3 separate regions of the Sus scrofa genome follow, and all the other regions are linked to region 2. The links are chromatin contacts, called in public Hi-C and HiChIP or PLAC-seq maps. All regions are on one chromosome and are shown on one strand. Each heading gives the region's core, a stretch centred on a gene start, on an enhancer-like site or on the middle of the called end of the contact. The rest is flanking DNA. Distances are from core to core; before and after follow the strand shown.

Evidence for each region. A called contact is a pair of places that touch in the nucleus more often than the background predicts. HiChIP or PLAC-seq counts read pairs in DNA pulled down with a chosen protein or histone mark.
Region 1: a contact with region 2 is called in a Hi-C map of omental adipose tissue, with 1.9 times the contacts expected there. The contact joins the enhancer-like site here to the promoter of LAMB1 in region 2. A contact is called at or near these places in 5 of 47 Hi-C or Micro-C datasets (alveolar macrophages, mesenchymal stem cells, omental adipose tissue and 1 more) and 1 of 2 datasets of contacts at active chromatin or transcription factors (skeletal muscle).
Region 3: a contact with region 2 is called in an H3K27ac HiChIP or PLAC-seq map of alveolar macrophages. The contact joins the promoter of DLD here to the promoter of LAMB1 in region 2. A contact is called at or near these places in 1 of 5 promoter capture datasets (liver), 1 of 47 Hi-C or Micro-C datasets (heart right ventricle) and 2 of 2 datasets of contacts at active chromatin or transcription factors (alveolar macrophages and skeletal muscle).

The regions. Positions count from the first base shown.
Region 1 is chr9:107,854,625-107,859,555 of Sscrofa11.1, reverse strand. It overlaps LAMB4 (laminin subunit beta-4), which reads left to right. Exons shown (of 36, transcript XM_021063522.1): 11 at 2,132-2,241; 12 at 4,478-4,557. Among named protein-coding and RNA genes, the nearest start is that of TRNAE-UUC, 42 kb to the left of the region's middle. Within about 2 kb of position 2,400, at least 15 of the 83 cell types and tissues checked have an H3K27ac peak or open chromatin away from gene starts, as enhancers often do. A contact at or near this core is called in omental adipose tissue, where this site is marked.
Region 2 is chr9:107,743,870-107,748,674 of Sscrofa11.1, reverse strand. It overlaps LAMB1 (laminin subunit beta-1), which reads left to right and starts at 1,433. Exons shown (of 35, transcript XM_003130269.5): 1 at 1,433-1,587; 2 at 1,722-1,844; 3 at 2,897-3,072. The coding sequence starts at 1,808.
Region 3 is chr9:107,640,133-107,644,708 of Sscrofa11.1, reverse strand. DLD (dihydrolipoamide dehydrogenase) reads right to left here and starts at 2,580. Exons shown (of 14, transcript NM_214062.1): 1 at 2,479-2,580; 2 at 918-996. The coding sequence starts at 2,517.

The DNA.
Region 1 (4,931 bases), core at 1,151-3,650, 110 kb before region 2:
AAATTTAGGGCTGCCTTGAGTCTCACAGAGCTGTAGATTCCTGAGAGAATCTGGGTTATTTCCCTTTGGTCACAGTGTCATGCTCTCTGTTTTTGCCCATATAAGGAACTGTGGATTATTTGCATGTTTAGAAAGCAACATGACGAATCACTCTATAATAAAACACTCTTCTTTTTGGATTTGATGGCAAAAAAATAAATTTTGGGACAATGAATTATAGTCAAGCCATTTCCCCTTGTACCCTTCAGCAGTCCAGGCATTTCCCTTTGTTTGCTAACATTATGTCCTCTAAGAAGGGGCCAAACATTGGTTTTCATTTGTTTTTTTCTTTTTTATGAGCCTTAGTTACATATAATTCATATGCCATACAATTCACTTTTAAAATGCGCAGATTTAGAGATTTTTAGTATATGCATGCTTTGTAAACATCAATTTTAGAACATTTTCATTACACTCCTCCCCCCAAAATTCCCCCATACTTTGCTTCTGATTATATACTCAAAAGATTACAAGCAGCATCTTGGAGTGATATTTGTACACCCATGTTAATAGAAGCAATATTCACAGTAGTCAAAAGGTGGAAGCAGCCCAAGTATCCACCAATGGATAAATGGATAAACAAAATGTGGTGTATGTGATACGTACACACATTAGAATATTATTCAGCCTTAAAAAGGAAGGAAATCCTGATACAGGCTACAATATGGGTGAACCCTGAAAATATTATGCTAAGTGAAATAAACCAGACACAAAGGGACAAATATTGTATGATCCTACTTACATGAAGTGTCCAGAATAGTCAAATCCATAGAAACAGAACATAGAATGGTTGTTGCCAAGGGCTAGGGGGTGGGAAGGGAGAAGGAGTATGGAGAGATGGTATTCGATGGGATGGGATAGATTTTCAGTCTTGCAAGATGAAACAGTTCTGGAGATGGGTTGTGCAACTCTAAGAGTGTATTTGATATTATTGAACTGTAAATTTCAAAATGATGAAGGAGTTCCTTCATAGCTCAGTGGTTAATGAACCTGACTAGGATCCATGAGGATGCAAGTTCAATCCCTGACCCTGCTCAGTAGGTTAAGGATCCCTCATTGCCGTGAGCTGTGGTGTAAGTTGCAGACGAGGCTCGGATCCCACATTGCTGTGGCTGTGGCGTAGGCTGGCAGCTACAGCTCTAATTCAACGCCTAGCCTGGGAATGTCTCTATGCCACGGTGAGGCCCTAAAAAGAGAGAGAGAGAAAAAAAAACTAAAAAAAGTGATGAAGATAGTAAATTTTATATGTATCTCTCCAAAAAAGAGAAAAGACCCCATGCCATAGCGACTACCTCTCTGTCCTCCCAGCTCTGGGCAAGCTCTAATCTACTTCCGTCTCCATGGATTTGCCTGTTGTGGACATTTCATACAAGTGGAATCAGAAGACTGGCTTCTTTCACTTAGCATAGTGTTTTCAAGGTCGGTCCATGCTGTAGCACATCTCAGTACTTCTTTTTATTGCCGAATAATATTCCATGTATGGCTCTACCACAATTGATTTATCCACCATTAATGGACATTTGGGCTGTTTCCATGCACATTGGCTTTTCTGCAGGAAGTCAGCCTGGGAAACACCCATTTTATGCTGGTTGTGCAATGTCTTAGCTTTCGCAACATAGACAGGACTTGCAATGCGTATGGATGGAAGAGAAAGAGGAGAAAGAGGATTAAACAAAACAAAACCAAAAAATAGTAATGGCACAAAGAAGGAGGGAGGAGAGAAATGATAGCTGCATCTGCCAGAAAGGGAGCCATCAGTAACAATGGGGACACTCAGAAACACTTGCCCCAGGTCACCTGCCCCAGCCAGCATCCCTCAGGAGAACTGTGCCAGGCTCCCCAACGTGCATAAACCCTTGACTCTCCTGTCTCCTCCTAATTGCCACCCAGTAGAGTCACATGAGCACCCTGGAGGTGTCTGGCCCTGGATTTCCTGTACCATCATGGTGCAGCCAGGCAGATAGTAAACTTGGCAGGACAGGCTTGCTCTGTGTTCTTGGGGCTACATGGTTTTGTTCAGTGTGAGCTGTTAAGGACATTTACCAGAGCGGGGGACTCGAAATTAGAATAATGATGTATGCTATGCTTTCAGCCTGTGACTGTAACCCCCTGGGGAGCCTGCCGCCCTTGACCTGTGATGTGGATACAGGGTAGTGCTTGTGCCAGCCGTTTGCTACTGGACCACGCTGTGGAAAATGCACTGTATGTATCTGGCCCCGATGTCCCCTTTTGGGAGTGATGCGGACTTCTACTGCCGTGGCCTAGAGAGACTTTCCTCTTGATTGCCTTCCTTGTCCTGCTCCATTTCAATACGCCTGTGGCGAAAGCACTTAAAACACTGCCGAAATCAGCAGACCCTGAAAATCAGCCCCCTCCTTCTAGCAGAGAGCTGGTGGTTAAATATTTACCAGCACAACAACCGGATTGGACTGAACCAACCCAGGCACTGATGTCAATAGTTTTATCCACTGGCCTCCTGGAAATGCCCGAGAAGAAGATAAGCATGTGTACCTATCCCCCTGTTTAACCTCCTAGATCATGGGGCCTTTTCTTCTGTGTCTTAAACACAGTCCCTTTCCCATCTGTACCACTCCTTGCCTAAAAAATATTTTGGATGAACTCATTTAAGAAAGAAAGAAGGAAAGAAAGAAAGATAGAAGGAAAGAAAGACAGAAAGAAAGAAAAAGAAAAGAAAAAAGGGAGGGGGGAAAGAAAGCAGCCCTTAGGTTTAAATGGGTTATAGTTTCCTGTGGGAAATAAACTCTTGAATTTTTCATAGATTCCACTACCTACACGGGCATGTACGTCTCAGATGAGCAAAACAAGACATTTTTCACCCCATAAAATGTATCATGCCATTATAGAGTTAAAAACCCAACTCTTTTCTTTGTCCTCCACTCTTGGCAGCCCACCACCACATTTTAGAAAGAAAAAACAAAAACTTAACCTAATAAAAGAACAGTGACCTTGATGTGTCTGAAGAAATGTAGCTGATAAATAAGAAACACATGTCTGTGACAACACAGTTTGGGGCTAATATTCTAAGTTGTTTTACTGAACGCACATGGGCATGGGGCGGAGGAGATGGGAGACGAAAGCAAGGATGTGAATGTGAAGAGGGAACTCTGTGTATGATGGGGCAGGTGATTTAGAGGTTTCGTGTTGGAAGGTGAGCAGCCAAGCTCCATCACCAAGTGTGGGCAGCACAAAAAAATGAAACAGAGCTGGTGAACAGACCCATAGAGATACCACATCAGATCATGCCAGACACACCTTAGACTCGGGCTGACTTTTTTCTTTGTCTGGTTACCTGCTGCTGTGTGGTTATCTCCATTGTGTTTGCAGAAGGAAACTACCTGAGCCGAGGCCAGTGATGGGGGAACTTGTCCATCATGGCTGAGCCAGACACCTACCTGGTGCCCCACATCCACATCTATGGATGGTACCCTGGGAGGTGCTGTGAGTGGGGCGGTGCGGGGGTGGGGGAGGCAACATGACAGCCTACCCAGCCTAGAGGGGTTTCTTACAATCCCATCCTGAGTGAAATTCACATTGTTTTTGCCTAAACTCCAGTTTCAGAAAACAATCCAAAGCCCTTTGCTATGGTTTGTAACAAATTATGTCAACTTGCAATGTTTAAAACACATCTTTTTATAGTAAAATGTTACCAAGGTCACACCCCCAAAATATGGATACTTTATAAATCCATTTCAAGTGAGAGTTCAGTGCTTTAGGAAGACCTTAATTTTATCTGAGCTTGTTAAATGGGGCTTGGAGGGGGAAGCCTTTTTCTGAGTATTTTATAGTAAATGTTATCAGACTTAAGAAATAGATGTTTGTATCTCACCAGCTGTTTATATCGAATAAAGGTCAAGATGTTGCAATGATGAAAAAAGTCTTAAAGAACAGAGTGGAGTCTCTCAATTGGGGAGCTTAGTATTCCAAAACAATTCCTTACAAACAAGTGATTTTACTAAACTGATATTTAATATCTCAACCTCAGCCTAAGTGATTTTTTTTTTTACCCCCAAATGTTGCTATAGTGTATAAGTAAAAATCCCTAGGGATTTTGTGGTAAGGGACTCTACTGTTTTATAAAAGTACTTGCAAACAGACTAGTGGAAAAGGTTCTCCTGAGTAGCTTCAAACAACCCAGCTCAAGGCTAAAATTTCTGTTTTCAATGGAAGTGAGAGGTTTCCATTGCATTTCCATTCAAAGCAATATGTGGACAACCCCCTGTCCCCATCATTTCAAGCCCTGGGAATGGGAGATGTGTGTTTTTAGAAGATCGTTACCAAGTGCGTAGGCAAGCAAAACGCTGTGTGGCTGTTCAGGTGGTGTGACTCTTTGCTGTGCGTCAGTTGAATCGTGTTACTTTTACATTTCAGAGCCCCGGGTATCTTCACAGCTGGAATCAGCAGCATGTTGTCTTTGCAGGTTGGATACTGGGGACTGGAAAGTCACCTCCATGGATGTTCTCCCTGTGACTGTGATACCGGAGGTGCTTATTCTAATGTGTAAGTCAGTAAAATGAACAACTAAGTTGTGTGGCAATATTCCTTGTTGCCATTTGCACAGAGAAGTACATTTTATTCTGATACGCTCATACCCAGAGGGGAAGCGGTGCATTCCATGACAAGCAAAGAGCATAGAAAAACCATCGTCTTGAGCCGTTAACGAGAGCCCAATTGATTTCTTTTACTTCAGCTATTTCCAAAGGGGAGGTAACTGTTCTATGGGGCAGATCCCACGAGATGGAGGGAGAGATGCCTCCATACATGCGACTTGATCTGCCTCAAACACCAACGTTTTGTCAGCCTGTAAAGGTAAGTCCTCTACTCTTCTTTTCCCAGTTTTTAGAGCAGAAGCAGAAAGCGCATGAGAAGAAAAG
Region 2 (4,805 bases), core at 184-2,683:
GGCGTAGGCTGGCGGCTACAGCTCCAACAGACCCCCTAGCCTGGGAACCTCCATATGCTGTGGGTGCCGCCCTAGAAACGACAAAAGGACAAAAAATAAAAAAAATAAAAAATAAAAAAATAAAAAATTCTGAAGACCCTCCATCAAAATCTTGGACCCTCACAAGAGCATTCAGTGCTCAGGGCTGCTGAGCCACAGCCCCAAGGAGCCTGAGCATTGGACGGAGGCAAAAATCTCCCCAGGTTGCAGCAGGGCAAGTGCTGATTAGGTGAATAATTAATATATCACCAAGACCTGAGGCTGCGGCCTCCCTCAGTGGAAACGATGAGATAAACTCAAAAAGCAGCTTACTCTATGGTCTAATGATTAAACTTCCTGGGCCCTATCTCATTACAGCTAAGTTAAATGCCTACCAACTGGCCACTTAAACCCTTCCCCCCGGGATGATTAATTAGAGAACAAAATCTCCTGACTGGATTAACAACTAACTATTCTCCCTTCTCAGAGGTGGGGGTTGGGGGGGGTACTTTTGTCCAGAGGACAAAATAGAGCTCAAGGTCTGATTCCATCCATTGCTAAGGCAGCAGAAGTGGGCTAATTCGCAGGAAGGGGGAATCACACCACCAGCCTTTCTTCCCTCTCCATCCCCCAGGAGCTGGGTCAGAGCGTATTTACCCCTTATTTAACTAGACAGATCAACCACATTGCTGCTGGAGACCCGTCCTTAGCGGACCCATCACCCACCTCACCATCTGTACACCGCGGAGTTCCTCTGGAGGATTTGCTAGACTGTGCTTCGTGGAGGAGTACATCTCACTAGAGACCTCCAGGTGAGCGGCTGAGCCCACCCTTTCATGGTGAGATGAGAAAAAGCATCACTACCAACAGTATCATTCGAGAAATTACCTGAATTGAAGCCATCTATCTGGATTGGGGTAAAAAGTAGATGGGTAATTCAATGCGGTGGCCACCTGGGTGGCAGGAGCTCCAGGCTCGTCCTAAGTTGGTGCGTAGCCGAGAGCACTTCCTTCGAATGAAGACATCAGATGTCGAGCTCAGCCTCAGCGATACCAGGCGTTTCGGGCTTCGCTTCTCAGGAACAAACCAGACAACCGGCTTTCTAAAGGGTTAACTGGCCTTGCCCGAGCGCTCAGAGAGAGTTTACAGCATTGGGCACCTTTACGTGACTCACTCCTTACAAATGTAAATGCACGAGCTCGCGGTAGGTCCGGACCAGCCCCCTCGCCCGTGAGCAGACACCTACCTCCCGGACCAGCCCGGACGCCTCCCGCCCCCAGCGCACTGCTCGGGACGCTCACCCGGAGGCAGCCTGCGCTGGGAATGGGAAGAGCCACAACCCCATCGCGTCCGCAGATGCAGCCTTAAAACAAAAGAGGTACGGGGGAGGGTGGGATCTGGACCTCACCCACTCCCCGCCAAGTAGGGGGCACCCGCCCCCTCCGCCCGGCTCCCGGTGTGCGCATGAGCAAAAGGCGCCTCCCTAGGTTCCTCCCAGGGCGAAACTTTCTAATTCCCTTCTTTGGGCTCCGGGGCTGCCAGGCGCCGGGAGAGCGCTCGTCCTGCCGGGTGAGCAGAACAAAGTGGCGGCTCGATTTTTCTCTTCCCACTCTCCCACCCCCTGCTTCCGTGGGAGCGGCAGGAAATGCGAGGGCCGCTCTCCTCTCTCTGAACATTTGCCTTTTTTCTCTCCACATCTCCAGAAAGGAAGACGGGGAAAAAGAGCCGGCGGCTCGGCGGCGGTGTCCTCCCCTCCTCTGCCGTGTCCCCTCGGTTGCAGGCACTGGACATGGGGCGGCTCCAGGTGTTCGCGCTGAGTTTCCTAGGTAATTCCGAGGAAGAGGTGGGGAGGGGGTGGTGGGCTTAGACGTGGAAGAAGAAAAACCAAGCGGTTGGACCCAGCTTCGTGGAAGCCGGGGGGATCAGGAGAGGGACTGGGTGGCAATTCTGCGCTGGAATTAAACAACAGCTCCCTCGGTGGTGGCCGAGGGCTGCGCGCGAGGATCTCGGGCGACCGACCGCTTCCCCAGGGGCTGTGCCCAGAGCTCCCGGTGCTCCCGCGGTCACTGATCTGTGCTTTGCACCTCTGGCCCTTTCTCGGTGGGTCTCTCCATTGCTGGGATCGTTCTCCATGGTGCGGAGGGCTCTCCAGGAGCCCATTTCCCGGAAAAGTGCCCAAGCTGAGCACAGACTAAGTAAGTCCTGGGAACAGATTGGGGCCATGTGGCTTTAATTAACCATCGCCGTTTGCCCCCGGATGGCGCCAGAAACAGCTGGACGGGGAGCTTCCCTGGAATGACGAATTGTTGAAGCCGATCCAAAGCCGCAGGGACTGTCCACTCATCCCTCGAGAAAGTGGCGTCACCGGCGAGCCCCAGCATCTCTCTTCCCCCGGCGAAGTGCCTGCAACCTCTGAGCGTGCACACACACACTAGCCCCTCCACTCATAAATTTCTGTGTGCGCAATTGCGCAGACACCGAGGATGCACAGGCTGCCAACCGCGTGCAGGCGTGTGGTGTTTGGCCATCTGCCTCCCTGAGCCCAGGTGCAGGCACCTCCAAGTGGCCGGTCTGCCCCTCCACCTTGTGTGGCTGATGCTGCTTCCCGGGACAGATCAGGGTGGGCGCGAGTGTGGGTGGGTTTCCAGGGACCAGTGCTGTCCACTGCTGGGCAAACCTGATGTTCGTTTGTTCTGTTTGGTTCTGTATCCTCCTGTCCACATCCTGCCTTCCCCGGCCTCGCTCATCTCTCCATTGTGTTTCTTTTCTGTGTATTCTGCGTTTTTCTGAATCTACTCTGTCCCCGCCCCTGCCTTTCCTATGGCTGGGACTCCCGCTCTCTGCTTGTGCCCTATGCTGTTGTCTGCCCCTTCCACAGCCCTATGCGGAGCCCAAGTGAGCGCTCAAGAACCCGAGTTCAGCTACGGCTGCGCGGAGGGCAGCTGCTACCCGGCCACCGGCGACCTTCTCATCGGCCGAGCGCAGAAGCTCTCGGTGACCTCGACCTGCGGGCTTCACAAGCCGGAGCCATACTGCATCGTCAGCCACCTGCAGGTGAGGGCGGAGAGATGGCTCTAGGCTCCGCACGCCTCCTCCAGTCCAGACCAACGGGGAAGGCCCAAGGGACTCCGCATCCTGCCAGCTCTCCAGATAGGAAGCTCGGCAGCCAGGGAGCCCCGGGATTAGGCTGGTAGCTCGCCCTTTTGCCACATCTCAGTTTGCACAGTTGCATCCGCCAAACATTTCCTGCCGCCGCCGCCACACAGTGTGGAAAGACAGGGCTGCAGACAGAACGGGCCCCTGCCCGGTGCCCTGACCCAGAGCCTTCAAAAGCCCCGTGTCTTGTTTAGTTTTGTTTTTTAGCCTTTCCTCTTTGAAACTGTGTATAAGAGGTGATTTATCTTCTTCTTTTTTAAATACTGAGTAGTTACCTTGGGTTTTTCCCACGTCTTTCACTTGGCTGGAGGATACTCCAGCACTGAGAGACGCTTAGCAAGGTCGCTCTAATCACTGTACCTGTTTTTCTCTCCTCCTTTGGTGGTGTTCCCATCTACCTCCATTAGATACCAGAAGCAGATGCCTGCTTTTTCAAAATGCCCTGGTTGCCATGGTACCCTGATAGAGGAGGACCAAAAATGAAATTTCAGAGTGTTATCTGTTTCTAAAAGTAGACCCAGATCTTAGATTTAAAAGGGCGCATTTTAAATAAAACTAATTTCTTTTTAAAAGACACAAAGTATAAACTACCCAGAATCAGAATCCCTTTCCTTTGTTTTTAAAAGGAGACTGATATCTGGCCTTTAAAGAAAGTCGAAGGGCTTAGTCTCCAGTGCAGGGCAAGTTCCAAGCCAGTTGCTCTAAATTTGGTCACTTCACAGACCTATATCTGCCCTTCAGGAGGAAGAGCAATGTTGTGTGGTTTGCATATAGATGCCTTAAAATGGAGTCACTTTTGCAAAGCAGAAAGAGAGCCCATTCTGTAGACCTGAAAAATTAAACCAAAGGAATGTGGTAAAGTGGATTCCACTCATTTGCTTCCAGGTTTATACAGAGATGTCTAGACTGCTTCCTCCTGATTAGAATGGAGGCTATAATTAAACTTTTTTTAAGTTCTGGTAATTGTTCTCTGGTATTAGTTTCCTTGACTACGAGTTAATGAAGGCAGTGGATGTTACCTTTTCTAATATTAGCATGTAAATTTTACCTAAAATGTTGTGCTAACATTTAACTCAAAGGCCAGGACATCCTGTAAATGAATCACCAGATCCCGAAACCAGCCTTGACCAGACTAAGAATTCGACTATTTGTCTTAAAAGCAAGTCGAGCCAGACTCTCTATGTTCATATGATCAGCCAGGAAACCATGGCATGCACTTCGCAAGTATCAGAGCCTAAAGAAAGGGACTTTGCTCAAGTACACTGAGAAAGTGTACTTCTCTCAAACGCTGAACAGGTATAAAAATTGGGGCAGGAAGCATAAGTGTTTTGTCCAGGGTCGTATTGCATCCCTGACTCCTGGCCTCAGTTTTCTAGTTAGAACATCTTGCCACTCTCTAGGTCCTTTAAGGAGGAAGGTGATAACTCATAGCTAGCTAAATAAATACAGATGTAAAAATATAGTGAGTTGATACTGTTCTTATAAAGAGATCACTATTGTTTAAATGTTGTTTGTTGGCATTCCTGTCGTGGCTCAGTGGTTAAGGAATCCGATTAGGAACCATGAGGTTGCAGGTTCGATCCCTGGCCTTGCTCGGTGGGTTAAGGATCTGGTGTTGCCGTGAGCTGTGG
Region 3 (4,576 bases), core at 1,331-3,830, 110 kb after region 2:
AGCCCATCAAGATTTCTTTCCATTAAGCATGCAAAAACGTCATCTCACCTTCTAAACATTGTTATAAACATTGTTAAGCAACTAACACACTCAACCTTACCTTTTTTATTTTATTTTTATTTTTTGGCTGCCCCACAGCACATGGAGTTCCCAGGCCAGGGATCAGACCCAAACCACAGTTGCAGTCTACACTGCAGCTGTGGCAACCCTGGATCCTTTAACCCACTATGCCAGGCCAGGGATCGAACCTGTGTCCCTGGCGCTGCAGAGACCCCACGACCACTCCTGTTGTGCCACAGTGGGAACTCCCAGAATTAACTTTTTAATGTAAACATAGAATTGCTCCCCTGCTCAAAACCCTTCAGTGGTTTCCCATCACTCTTGGGAGTAAAATCCTCGCCTGGCTCATAAAACCCTCCACAATCTGATCTCTGCCTGCTTTTCTGATTTTACACTCTACTGGTCTCTGCTCCAGCTACACTGGCCTTCCTGTAATTCCTTAAACCTCACAAAATAATTCACTTCAGAACCTTCCCACTGCTGTTTCCCTCTGCCTGAAACAATTTTCTTACTCTCTCACTTCCTCAGGCCCTTGCACAGAAAAGTCCTGACAAAACAGTCAGTCGCCTTTCCTCATAATCACCAACTACGTGATTTTCAATCCCTTCCCCAAATTTTTCCCTATGTGTGTACCATTCGTCTTTTATCACCAGACCATAAACTGCATAATACTAGGGCTTTGCCTAGTTTACTACCTGGAACACAGTAGGTGCTCAATAAACATTTAAGTTAATAAATATAAGAACAAATGAGTCCTATGACTGATTATTATTACTTGAATATTCACTTGCTTTTACACTGAAACACAAAGGAAATATGAACTAATTTGAGGAAAACCTATTTTTCTAAGTACTTACTTGGTTGATCTGCATAAGTTCTCAGCGGCACTGCAGAAACTCCTTGCAGACCATGAGCTATTCGATTAAAATGGCCCCTCTGAAAGAAAAAAAATATTCCTATTGTGTAAAACAGGAATTCAAAACAGAAACTACTGAAGGTCCGTGAAAACAATGAATTTGGGCAAATATATCAAGCAACGATTACTAATTTATCTTCCACTGCCACACAGAAATTACATATCAATTTCTCCCCTTCTGTAACAACAATCAGCTTGCCATACTTTTTACTATGAATATTCAACAAACCGTCTCACATTTAACCTAATTCAAATATGTTACTCAATGGTGTTACACTTTATTGAATTCTCAGAAAGCATGGCTAATTTTTAGTGCCACGAATCATTTTAATGTCATAATTAAAGTTTTTAAAGTTGCAGCTTAAGTACTTGAATAATCTGCATTACGACAATCCTTTGATATGTAACTATCGTTTACTAACTCAAATCTACCATGTAAAGTCTATGAAGATATTCCTGAACTGCCCACCAGGAATAGAAAATGAGACAAGATGCCTTAGGAAAATGCACTAATGTACTCATATTCAAGAGCTATTACAGTTCTCCAAACTGGATCTCAATCTCCACAACCTCTAAATACGGATGGCTACTATCTCCTAAGAATGATGAGGCACAAAAAAACACAGCAAATGGCTCCTACGACAGCACGTAGATAGGAGGCAGTGACAAAACCTACACCGATCTAGTAATGTTGTCTATTCCAAGGCAATTCTTGCACCTGAGGTCCCTACAGAGGACAAAGAACAAGTGACTAAATAGCAATCCTGAGTTTTAGCCCCAGCTCTGCCTCTCAAAGTATAAACTCTGACACACGTTACATTAACTTTGGGGCACACATGCTACTCATCTTTGAAACAAAGACAAAGGAGTTTGATCGCTGCATAACTTTTAAAGTCTCCATCAATATAGTATTCGGCCACGATTCCACATATGTACCGTCTGGCTGTATTTGGTACACAGATGAAAAGGGAAAGCTATATTGACCATAACTCCTATAATAAAATATAAATGCTTCTACGAAAAAAGCCAATAGACGTTAGCTTAAAGCAGCAGGCACTGAAGGTATCTTTGAGGAATTCCTAGAGCTACCCGCTGGGGGCTGACCCGGTCTGGTTCTTTCAAGCGGTAACCCCAAAGTTACCTGCCCACTGCACAAAAGCCACTCAAGAGCCAGGATTAGGAAAAGGTACTAAGAGTTAACCAAAAGGTGCTAAGGCGACACATACTCCCCGCCGTCCCAAGATCCCATAGGCCAGCTGGGGGCTTGGGAGGTGACCATGTGCAACTGCTGACCACCACACAACTGAAAGGGCCTCCCCACAGCCCGGGCCTTTGCTTCCCAGCCTCCGTCCGGACTATGCCGGTTCAGGGGCGGAACCGCTGGTGGTCTCGGCCCGGCCGCCTGCCGCTCCCACACCCACCACTTAGGTAGCGTTCGGGACCGCGTCACCGGGCCTCTCTGCACCTCTGGCTCATCACGAACCTACCCAGTCGGTCCTCACCTTGGCCAAGGTACAGTATACACGACTCCAGCTTTGCATCTTGCCGCTGTATTGGCCTTTGCGCCAACTCCTTCACCTCCGCTAAGCACCTCCGCCGACTCGCCAAGGTCTTCCCGGCCTGCGCATGCACGAGCGCGCCTACGTTATCGGTCCGGAGCAGCGCGATTGGCCCGCGAGGGGGGTGCCGTCCGGCTCAACGTCGTACACTGTCGTAAGGAGCATAGTGCTTTGTGGTAGCAGGGAATGAGGGACCATTTTAGGGATAAAAGAGTGCTGGGGGTTACAGAGTGCGCTTGTTTTTGGAAAGTGGAGTAACTAAAGCTAAGGTTTGCTTAATGCACGGTGCAGAAAGTAAAGCTTCACAGGTTCTTTGTTGTGTTAGGCTGAGGAATCTCAACATTGTCCGGGCCTTATCTCACTTTTGTCCTTAACTATATGAAGGATTACTAGTATTTCCACTTCTTAGATGAGGGCCTGAAAGATTAAACAATACCCTCAAGGTCTCACAGGGGACCGGTAACTGCAGCCCTGAGGTCAAAGCTTTTCATCCTAATTCCTGCTTTATAATTCCTCCTGTAGATCAAAGGCCATATAAAAGATGGGGTCACATACTTTGGTATCACCAGCATTCTGCTCTAAGTAAACTACCTGGCAATACGTAGAAAACACACTTTTCCCTGCCGCCTCAGTTGGGAGACACATCTCCTTGTCAGAGCAAATAAGAATGGGTGGGGTGGTGGATGAGGTTACAGGTTCTCACATGAGACAATGGAAAAATATTGTCTTCAAGGCTGAGCACAGAAACCTAAAGTCTGATTTTTGCTTTGCCATAACTATACATGGGATAAAATTTAACTCTGTCTTGAAAGTTTACTGCCCAGGCGCTATTCCGGGCTCTGTGAATTTAAATACTAATTAGAAATTACTCCCTACCTAGTTAAGCTGCTTTAGGGGAAAAGATAATGATCTTTAGTGTTTGCTACAGAGGCTACTACTTGTCATTCAATATCCATTTTCCCTGTGTTTTCCTCTATACATAAGTATTTTGGCCATCTAAACCATTTTCATGGTTTTAGCACCCACAGACATACACTGATAACTCTTATATCCTTAGCTCCTGTCTCTACTTCTCTCCTGGTCTCCAATTCCATATTTTCAGCTGTCTACTGAACACATACAAGTGGGTGGTCCTGCCACCATCTCAATTTTAACTACCTAATATCTAATACATTAAATACATATTTGCTCCTTTATGATTCATGATGCCTCCAAATGCCAGTCATACATAATACAAAATGTTATAGTCATTCTTTTTTTTCAGTCTTTTTAGGGCTGTACCCACGGCATGTGGAGGTTCCCAGGCTAGGGTCCCAACTGGAGCTGTAGTTGATGGCCTACACCACAGCCACAGCAATGCCAGATCCTTAACCCACTGGGCAAAGCCAGGGACTGAACCTGCCTCCTCATGGATGCTTGCTGGGTTTGTTAACTGCTGAGCCACAGATGGGAACTCCTATAGCCATTTTTAGCTCTTTTCTTTATCTCAGTATCTAAAGGGTCACTGTTTTAGTTGACTGCATCCAGAAGCAGACCTGGAGTGAAATGAGTTTGTTGGACAGATGATCCAAGAAAGCTTCAGCAGGGAATGGGAAAGAGATGGAAATGATTTCAGTTACATTAATGAGTAGATTACCACTGTGAGCAGTTGGGTCTCACTGGAGACCTCTAGAAGAGAGCATTGAACATGCTTCAGAGTTGCCCTACCCAAAATATACCAGCAACTTCCATCAGTCATTGGTTGGGAACTGCTCCTAGGGATTTTAATTCCCTGACTCTTCTGACCTGCTCCATATGTGGGCTGAGTGAGCACCAACAAGCAGAGAAAGCTCTCAGGCAAAGAATCCATGGTGCTTCCACTAAGAAGGCTTTGGGTGAGCATGGAAAGGAAAAGTGAGTACTAAAAGGATTCAGGTGAGACACCAGTAAGGTCTGCTACAATCCCCAAGTTCTATCAATTCTGAATGTGAGAACGAGTGAAGGTCACACTGACAATGGCTCCAAAGTTTCCACCTTAAATGGCAAGGTGGGTAGTGAAATT